Regions from separate parts of the Mus musculus genome. Here regions 1 and 3 are each linked to region 2. Evidence: chromatin contacts called from public promoter capture Hi-C data. All regions are on one chromosome and are shown on one strand. Each heading gives the region's core, a stretch centred on a gene start, on an enhancer-like site or on the middle of the called end of the contact. The rest is flanking DNA. Distances are from core to core; before and after follow the strand shown. Region 1 holds the start of Khsrp (KH-type splicing regulatory protein). Region 2 holds the start of Kat2b (K(lysine) acetyltransferase 2B). Region 3 holds the start of Dazl (deleted in azoospermia-like).

Region 1 (2,825 bases), core at 50-2,549, 3.5 Mb before region 2:
GAAGATGCAGACAATGAATAAAGATAGTTTTGGACGTCTGTGTCTGAGATTAGCTGGTTCTGGGTGGGAGCTGGGAGATGGGGTGTATCGTCTAGGGTGCTTGCCTAGCATTTATGAGATCCTAAGTTCAACCCCCACCCTGACGACTTGGGGATCAGGAGGACCTGAGATTTTGGGGTCCAGGCTAGGAGCTCTAGGGGTCTTGAACTCCGGTAAATGGACCTGGGACTTCTGGGCCCAGGGTGGCAACTGGAAGTTTGGACTCCTGTGGGAACTTGGGGTTCCTTCTTAGTCCAGGGTTGGGAGCAGGAGACTTGGACCCCTGTGGGGGGCCTGGGTCGAGGTTGGGAATAGGCTTGAAGTTTGAGGAGTTGGTGTCATGAGTCTTGGAAGTGAAGGTCCTTTGAGGGAAAATCTTCACCCAATTTCGGGCCACCACTCCCCCCACCCCCCAAGGCTTCGGGCAGGCCACGGGCAAGGCCTCCCCAAGCCAGGCTACTGGGGCGCTGACTTAAGGTCCTGCCCATAGTTCCGGCTGCTGAGCACTACCTCCCACGTCCTCTGCCACTCACTTCTGCTCCCACTAATCCGCTCCTGCCGCCTGGTAGCGGGTTCCACCCCAATGCAGATGCGCTTTCACTGGCTCTCAGCAAGCGGGCACTATTACTTCTGTTACTGCTATTTGTCCACAGAGGGGTCAATCATTGAACGCTTGCCCTTGTCGCTCAGCCATTGGCTCAGAAGTCAGAGGACAAGGATTCTGAGAAAAGTCACGTCCAAATCCAAGCGCATCCTCCAAAATGCTTCGGGGACTGGATCAAATGACTGCCAATCTTAGCAAGCACCGCCTCCTAAGTGTATTCATTAGCTGGTGTTGACGACTATCTTGCCGAGCGCCCGCCCAGCTCATCCCAGAGAATTTTCATAGGCTCCGCCCTCAAGGCCACGTGACTGATCAGAGCCGTCACTCTCATCCTAGAGCCGCCCCGAGAAGGTGGAACTCGCGCTTCATTGGGCCTCCTGACTTCTCGCGTGACTTCCAATTGCCCGCCCAGCGCCAGCAGCCCTGGGCTTATTGAGTCCTATCTTCGTCAGTCACACCGCGCCTCCCGCCCCCTGCATCTTCCGAAGCTCTGACTGGTCGCCCGGATTTACGGCCCACGATTGGCGGGCGTAGAGTGGTAGCCGTATACTACTGGCTGTTCCTCGGCGTCCGTCAAGCCGGTGGCGGGAGGAGGTGCCCCTCTTCCCCCTCCGCGACCCCCCCTCCCCGTCGCCTTCCCAGCCGCTGGCTTCCCATCGTGCTCCGCGGCCGTGTGGAGCGAGGCCTTGTTCCCGCGTTGAGCCGCCGCCGCCTCCGCCTCCTCAGCTTGAAGCCTCCGCACCAAGCCCGTCCCCGCCGCGCCATGTCGGACTACAACACCGGAGGTCCCCCGCCCGGCCCGCCGCCTCCCGCTGGCGGCGGAGGGGGAGCCGCGGGTGCGGGAGGAGGCCCTCCGCCGGGCCCGCCGGGCGCGGGAGACCGGGGCGGCGGAGGCCCTGGCGGCGGCGGCCCGGGTGGAGGAGGCGCGTCCGGGGGCCCCTCACAGCCTCCCGGTGGCGGCGGCCCTGGGATCCGCAAGGACGCCTTCGCCGACGCCGTGCAGCGGGCCCGCCAGGTGAGGGGGCCGCGAGGGCGCGTGCGCGCGCGCGGGGGAGGGGGCAGCGGCGCGCGCGGGGTCGCGGGAGGGTCACGTGGGCGGCGGGCTCGGGGCGGGGAGTCTGGGGCCGTCACGGTGTGAGGGTGACCCTCTGCGTGCGTGTAGTTAAGGGTGCGTTGAAGGGGGGATCTCCGAAAACTAGACTTTGCACTGGACGGTTTCTCTTGGGTACCAGGGCTTGCAGCCTTTGGGGTCCCTGAGACCCACCCCTGTACTTGCACCAGGTCTTCTCTATTAGGAGGGTTGCAGCTTTGGAGTTCCCACGATTTTTTTCCTGGGTGTACTAGAGGATTCCTCTAGGACCCATAAAGGTTGCAGTCTGGGACAGTGTCCCCAAGAGCCACCCCCCGAGCTTGCACCCGTTATTTCCATTCAAGATATAGGGTTTGCATTCTGAGGACCACTCTAAAGTCCAAGACTGTTTGTGATTTGGAGAGGTCTCCTAGTTTTCCAAAGGCCTGAGCTTGAATGTTATGAGGATGTCCCCAAGAATCACTCCTGGGTTTTCACTTAGGCACCCCCTTAGGACCCATGGGGTTCTAGAAACTGAGGCAGATCTGTAAGAGCAATTCCTGAGTTCATGAAGGATGGGGTCAGAGATGCTGTGAGACCCCTCTTTGAACCCTTGGAGTCTTAGGGTCCCCAAGGGCTTCTCAGGGTTTGTAAAGTTGCATCGCAGGATGGTAGGAGACCGCTATTCAGAGACCTGAGGGTTCAGAATATATTAGTTCCCAAGACGGAGTCCTAGGTTTGCACAGGGACTGAGCTTGGCCGTATACTTAGAAAGTGGGGGGGACCCATCTTAGCACACATTTGCACCCGCCCAGAAATTCAACTCCCTTTTAGAGGATCTTGCTTTACACACCATTACTCCTATTTTCAAGTCAAAACAGGTCCCCTGGCCCATTTCTGTACCTTCCCTAGGAAGGGATTTGGTAAGGGGTTGGGAGAGTTCTTTCTGATGAAGAGAGGACCGACCCTTTGTTAGAGAGCCTGGGCTTTGGGATGAGGTGGGGAAGGTGGACACGGGATCCTGCTTTTTACTGTTTGAATTCAAAAGTATTGTCTGTCTTTGGGAACATGCCTTGTTTTGATGACCGCATTTAAGAGTGTTATGTGCTGGTG
Region 2 (2,700 bases), core at 15-2,514:
TCAAACTGAGCAGACGCGCTCGCCGCCTGGGCTGTCACCCTGCCAGACCCTGTTTACACCCTAAGCGGCCAGGATCCCGCTTTCGCTAAATAAATAATAACAATAATGACAGGGTTGTCGCCGCACGGCCGAGGCCGCCAGGCGCCAAAGGACAGGGGCTTGGGGCAGTGCCCACCTCCCACCCCGCGCTCCGCCCCTTCGCTCCCGTAGAGCGCCAGGATTCCAGGACACTTCTGGGTGCTCCACAACCCAGCTCCTCCTAGCGGGGCTCAGTGGGGAGGGCGAGCGCGGGGAGACACACGCTAAGATGCCCCCAACCCCAAAAAAGCTGCTTCCCAACCCCGACAGATCTGCCACACCAAGCACAGTTACACTCCCTGTGAAAGGACTCCCGCGAGCTCCTACAGAGCAGAAAAAGCCCCAGTGCCGAGCGCTCCGAAGCCAAGACTCATCCTTCCCAGAAGAGGGACACCGGCAGATCTAGAAGACCCCCTACCCCTGTCCCAGTGAGATGCTGTGCAAGCCGCAGCGGCAGAGCGCGCGCACAGAACGCAGCACTTCCGCGGTGCCGGCGGGAAGCTGGGAGTGGGTGGGGGAGGGGAGGGGGGGTCCGAGCCCGCCCGTGACCCCGCGATTGTGCTCATCCCAGCGGGTACCTTGCAGGCGGAGTACACGCCGAGTTTCTCCAGCTTCTTCGCCCGCGGAGCAGAGCGCAACTGCGCCTTCTTCACGGCGATCCGGGCCGAGCCGCCTCCTCCCGGTCCCTCGGCCGTGCCCGCCGCGGCCACCGCGGTCGCTGGCCCGCAGGAAGCAGAGCTCCCGGCAGCGGTGGCCAGGGTCCGGGGGGAACCGTGCGGGGGCGCGGGAGGCAGTGCTGGGGACCCGGCCCCGCCAGCCTCGGCCATGCCGCCCCGACTGTCACCCGCAGCTGCCAGGGTCCCCGCGGGCGCTGGTGGCGGAGCCGAGACCCTCCCCCCCCCCCGGCCGCCGCCCTGCGCCCTCCCCGCCCCCGCCGCACTCGGCCGCCAGCGATCGCAGGCCCCCGCGCCTCCCCAGGCGGCTAGGACGCTAGCGGGCCCGAGCGCCTTGGCCGCGCTCTGCTCCCCTGGGCCTCCGGCATGCTGCTGCGAGCGTAGCCGCCCGCCGGGAGCGCCAGGGCCCGTAGGTGACCGGCGACCCGCGAGACCGGGCCGCTGCAGCCCAGGCACCTGCCGCCCTGCGCTGCTGGCGTCCCTGGGCCTGACACCCTCCCGCGCCGAGACCCAACTTCCTCCACCCTAGCGGGAGCCAGAGGAAAAAAAAATGTTTTCCAGAAGTACCCGTCAGCGGCCAATCCTCCTCTTTGTTGCTAATTCACCAAAATCATGGCGTGAAGGGTTCCTTTTTTTTTTTTTTTTTTTTTTGACTTTGAGTTAAACTTTTTTTTTTTAAACAATTCTTCCCCATCGTCTTCTCCTGGTAGTTTCTGAACCGAATATGACCAGAGAGGGAGGGAGATGACTCAATGGTGTGTGTGTGTGGTGTGTGTGTGTGTGTGTGTGTGTGTGTGTGTGTGTGTATCACATAATACTTGTTCGTTTGAGAACATTACATGTCGGCGAAATGAAAACTAAACGCATGGAAAAAGTTTGAAATTAGTCCGCCTACGGGGTTCACTCGAGGTTGGCTACTTTCAGCTGCTAGTGTGTCTATTGTTTTCAAGTTAACCAGAAAGACAGCGTCCAGGAAAGTGATTCCGATTTTGACTTAAACTTCAAAATCAAAACTATTGTCCCTGGCTCTGATGGTAGGAAGAGATTGTTTCATTTTTTCACATGGGTCAACCTTCCTAAAGCGATTTGAATAGCCCTGCATTGCCGGTCAGCACCGTTGGCAAGTGCCCTAATTCTGCGGAGCAAGCATAGTCACAATGTGGGACAATGGTCGTAATGAATTTGTGATTGGTTGTCTAGCAAGCTTGGTAGCTCCTGCTGAACTCCAGCCATATGGGATGGGCTTTCCCTTGCAAATACTCTTACCAGTCATGCTTAAAGTTGCATTTTATGTCTCAAGATGTGTTTCGCCAGATTCTGTGTCCTTTTAACGCAGAGTAATGCAATGCCAAGAGAGAAAGAAGTCTCTTCTCAAAGGAGTGACACCTGCTGTGAAACTGCAGCCTTACTAGGCTACATCTAACTGAAGTCCTTACCTAGGCTTGACCTTAGCCTAGTGTGGAAGCTCAATAGAGTAAGACTCTTGCCTCAAAAATTAATTAAATTAATTAAAAAACAGGCCAGGAGCGGTGGTCTTCACCTTTGACCCCAGAACTGCAGAAGCAGAGACTGGCCAGGCTCTGTGAGTTTGAGGAATTCTGGTCTACTGTTAGGAGTTCCAGGTCAGCTAGGGCTACACAGTGAAACCTTGTATATAAAGAAACAAGGAAAAAAAAAAAAAAAGAACTCAGCATGTCTTTAATCCTGGCATTTGGGAGGCAGAGGCAAGTGGATTTCTGAGTTCGAGGTCAGCCTGGTCTACAAAGTGAGTTGCAGGACAGCCAGGGCTACACAGAGAAATCCTGTCTGGGGAAAAAAAAAAAAAAAAAAAAAAAAAAAAGCTCAGGGGTTTTTTGTTTTGTTTTGTTGGGGGTGGGAGGGCTCAAGACAGGGTTTCTCTGTGTAGCCCTGGCTGTCCTGCAACTCACTTTGTAGACCAGGCTGGCCT
Region 3 (2,700 bases), core at 180-2,679, 3.3 Mb after region 2:
CCAATGAGAGTTAGATGGTTTTGGGTTTGCTCTAGTCTGCACGGTGCTCCCCGTCCCCTCACGTCCGTGCTTTTCCTCAGGATGATGCCTTGCCAGAACACCGGTGTGCTGCAAGGTGCTCAGCTCCAAATCGGGCTGCACCGCTTCAGCTTTCCCCATCCAGCCAACGCAGGAAGGCCTGGAGCTACAGAGTTTAGAGCCATCTCTCCGCTGCTCATTAACCAACCATTCCAGCTGTCTGTAGTGGGTTTTTTTCTTCTCTACACTAAAATGAGGACAGTCCAGGCCCTTTGTTAGACTGTTCACACCACCATGTAGCCACCTACCGAAGGCCAGTGGAGAATCGGATCTTCACCGCTGTAGTTTCGAGCTTAATTTTAGTTTCAGAATTTTGGAATTTCCCCCCTTTCAAATAGGTGCAATCTACCCTTATTTGTTTTATTTTTATTTATTATTTTAATACTATTTTCTCCATCATTGCTGCATGGTTAGTGGCAATCTTAAGCTGTTTTGCCAGCTTTAAAAAAAAAAAAAGCTGTAATACTTATCATCTGTACAAAAGGTAGTCAGGACGGTATAAGTACTAGGTGGTTCTGCCGTAAGGTTATCTCCACCAAGCACCCTACAGCTCGGCTCTGCTGTAGGTAGGTAGGCCCCGTTTCTCTGGCCTTGAGAATGTTCTAGAATTCTCTCAGCTGGCCTAGCTTGTTTCTGTAAAGCCTACAAGAGAAACGCTCACACTGCAACCTAAATTCCACGAAGGGAGGGATATTCTCTCGTGTGGTCTGGTCACTGCTGTGTCCTTTGTACCGGATAATTCGGGCATTTATTTGAAGGGGCGGGGGGGGGGGAGAAAAAAAACGGAAGAAAAAAACTAAGTCCTGATGGCTGACGGGCCGGCCCGTGAGGCATGAGGTGCGCCTTCCACATGCACCCGGACTCAACCTTCTCAATGTGGCTGAAAAAGAGGGTGAAGGGGCCCGGCCAGGCAAGGCCTGCTCTCTAGTCGTGCCGCCCGTTATTAATTTCTATTTCTGCGGGCATTTTGTAAATTTTAAATTCGGCCGCCAAGCTTTGCTGACGGGATAACGCCATGCCTTCGAGGTGCCATTTTTGAGGTAATGACTTGAATAAATGCTTTCCTGACAGAACTCTGAGCACCGTCCTGCCCAGGACTTATTTCACAGGGGCTTCGGACACGGTCCTGGGGGGGCTAGGGAGTGGCAGGAGTCGGTCCATCTGTCTGTCAGTGAGGCTCGGGCCTGCTCGGCAGCCGAGACCCTTACGTAGATGTCGCGCATGCTCCATGCGCACCCCTCACGCACTCCGTGGGCGACGTGGGTCCCCTGGCCCCCCTTGCGAGGCCCTAGCGCTGCCGCCTATTGGCTGTAGCACGTCACGAGGCCAGCCACGCACAGTCATCCCCCCGGGGCGCGCAGCCCACGCCTCAGTGACTCGGCGACCCTCAGCACGCTCGCTTCGGGACTCCGCTGTCTCCGTGGCCGTGGGCTCTCTTTCCACCACCGCCTCGGCTTTTTTTTGCCCGTTGGCCGGCTAGGCAGCCACCTCACGTAGCTGCCCCGTCGCGTGGCTTCTGCTCCACCTTCGAGGTTTTACCACCCGAACTCTGGCCGCCATCATGGTGAGTCGAGGGCAGGCCCCGGGGTGGCAGTGCAAGACCAGCCGGAGGCCGCGATTCCTTACGCGGAGGTTTAAAAATCGGCCTTTTCTGGTGTAGCACAGAGAAGTGGGGAGAGGGCATAAAGAGGGTCCTTTCATATTTCCGGTTCTGGGTTCCTCCCCCACCGGACAGCCCCCAGGGTGAGGCCTGGAGGACAAGAGTGGCGGCCTTGCTGCCTTTGCGGCCTACACCAGCACTGAGGGGTTGCGGGGAGATGGCGGGCAGCCCTGGGGACCTCGGGCAGCCCCGGGGTGGGCCACGTGCACGGCCTGGGCGTCACGTGACGGCTCTTTCCCGCCTTTGGGCCGCGGTGCCCGTAGGAGCAGGCCTTAGGCGAGGCCTGCCGCGGCCCAGCCCCCACCCCGCGGCCCAGCTCCTCCGCACGAGCGCCCGGGCTTCCGGGTCGGAGCGCCGCAGCGCGGGCGCCTCCGCCAGGTGGCGCCTAGGCTGGCCGCGCCGGGTCCTGCGGCCTGGCGGCTTGGCCGCGGCGTGGAAAGGACCCGGAGGGCGTGGTTATCGGGAGGCTGAGGGCGGGCCCTGTCGCCTGGTGACTGTGGGTGGGGTGGAGGCGGCTTTGCGGGAGCTTGGCTTGCGTGGGCTGGGGGAGGAGCCAGAGGCCTGAGCCGGGCGGGGGTCGGGGAAAGCGGGACCGGACAGCTCTGCTGTAATCGCCGCTGCCGCCGCCAGCAGACTGACTGAGGCGTTGCCAGGCTAGCTTGGGCTACTGAAAACAAACGTTGATAGCCATTTAATCACAAATCCGTTAGATGTTGCATGTTCGTTTAAAATTTTTTTCCATTTTAGAGGTAAAGGAAGAAATTTATACTACTTATGACCGATGTTAACTTAAGTTGGAATTCAAATTAAGCATTTATAATGTGAAATAGGTACTTGTCTATCACAATAATTTAAATCGCACAATATTGGACCGTTTTCTCACTACATTAGGGTTAAACATTTGATAACTGCAGATTTTTATCTATTGGCCAGTATTTGTAGCATACATGGGAATTTGCTTA

Evidence for each region. Promoter capture Hi-C pulls out the DNA fragments that hold promoters and counts their contacts.
Region 1: a contact with region 2 is called in a promoter capture Hi-C map of pre-B cells. The contact joins the promoter of Khsrp here to the promoter of Kat2b in region 2. A contact is called at or near these places in 1 of 39 promoter capture datasets (pre-B cells) and 1 of 484 Hi-C or Micro-C datasets (uterus).
Region 3: a contact with region 2 is called in a promoter capture Hi-C map of pre-B cells. The contact joins the promoter of Dazl here to the promoter of Kat2b in region 2. A contact is called at or near these places in 2 of 39 promoter capture datasets (cranial neural crest and pre-B cells).

The regions. Positions count from the first base shown.
Region 1 is chr17:57,029,981-57,032,805 of GRCm38.p6, reverse strand. Khsrp (KH-type splicing regulatory protein) reads left to right here and starts at 1,299. Exons shown (of 18, transcript NM_010613.3): 1 at 1,299-1,658. The coding sequence starts at 1,407. It overlaps Slc25a41 (solute carrier family 25, member 41), which reads left to right. Exons shown (of 7, transcript NM_175333.3): 7 at 1-34.
Region 2 is chr17:53,565,535-53,568,234 of GRCm38.p6, reverse strand. It overlaps Kat2b (K(lysine) acetyltransferase 2B), which reads right to left and starts at 1,264. Exons shown (of 18, transcript NM_020005.4): 1 at 657-1,264. The coding sequence starts at 905.
Region 3 is chr17:50,292,349-50,295,048 of GRCm38.p6, reverse strand. Dazl (deleted in azoospermia-like) reads left to right here and starts at 1,429. Exons shown (of 11, transcript NM_010021.5): 1 at 1,429-1,642. The coding sequence starts at 1,640.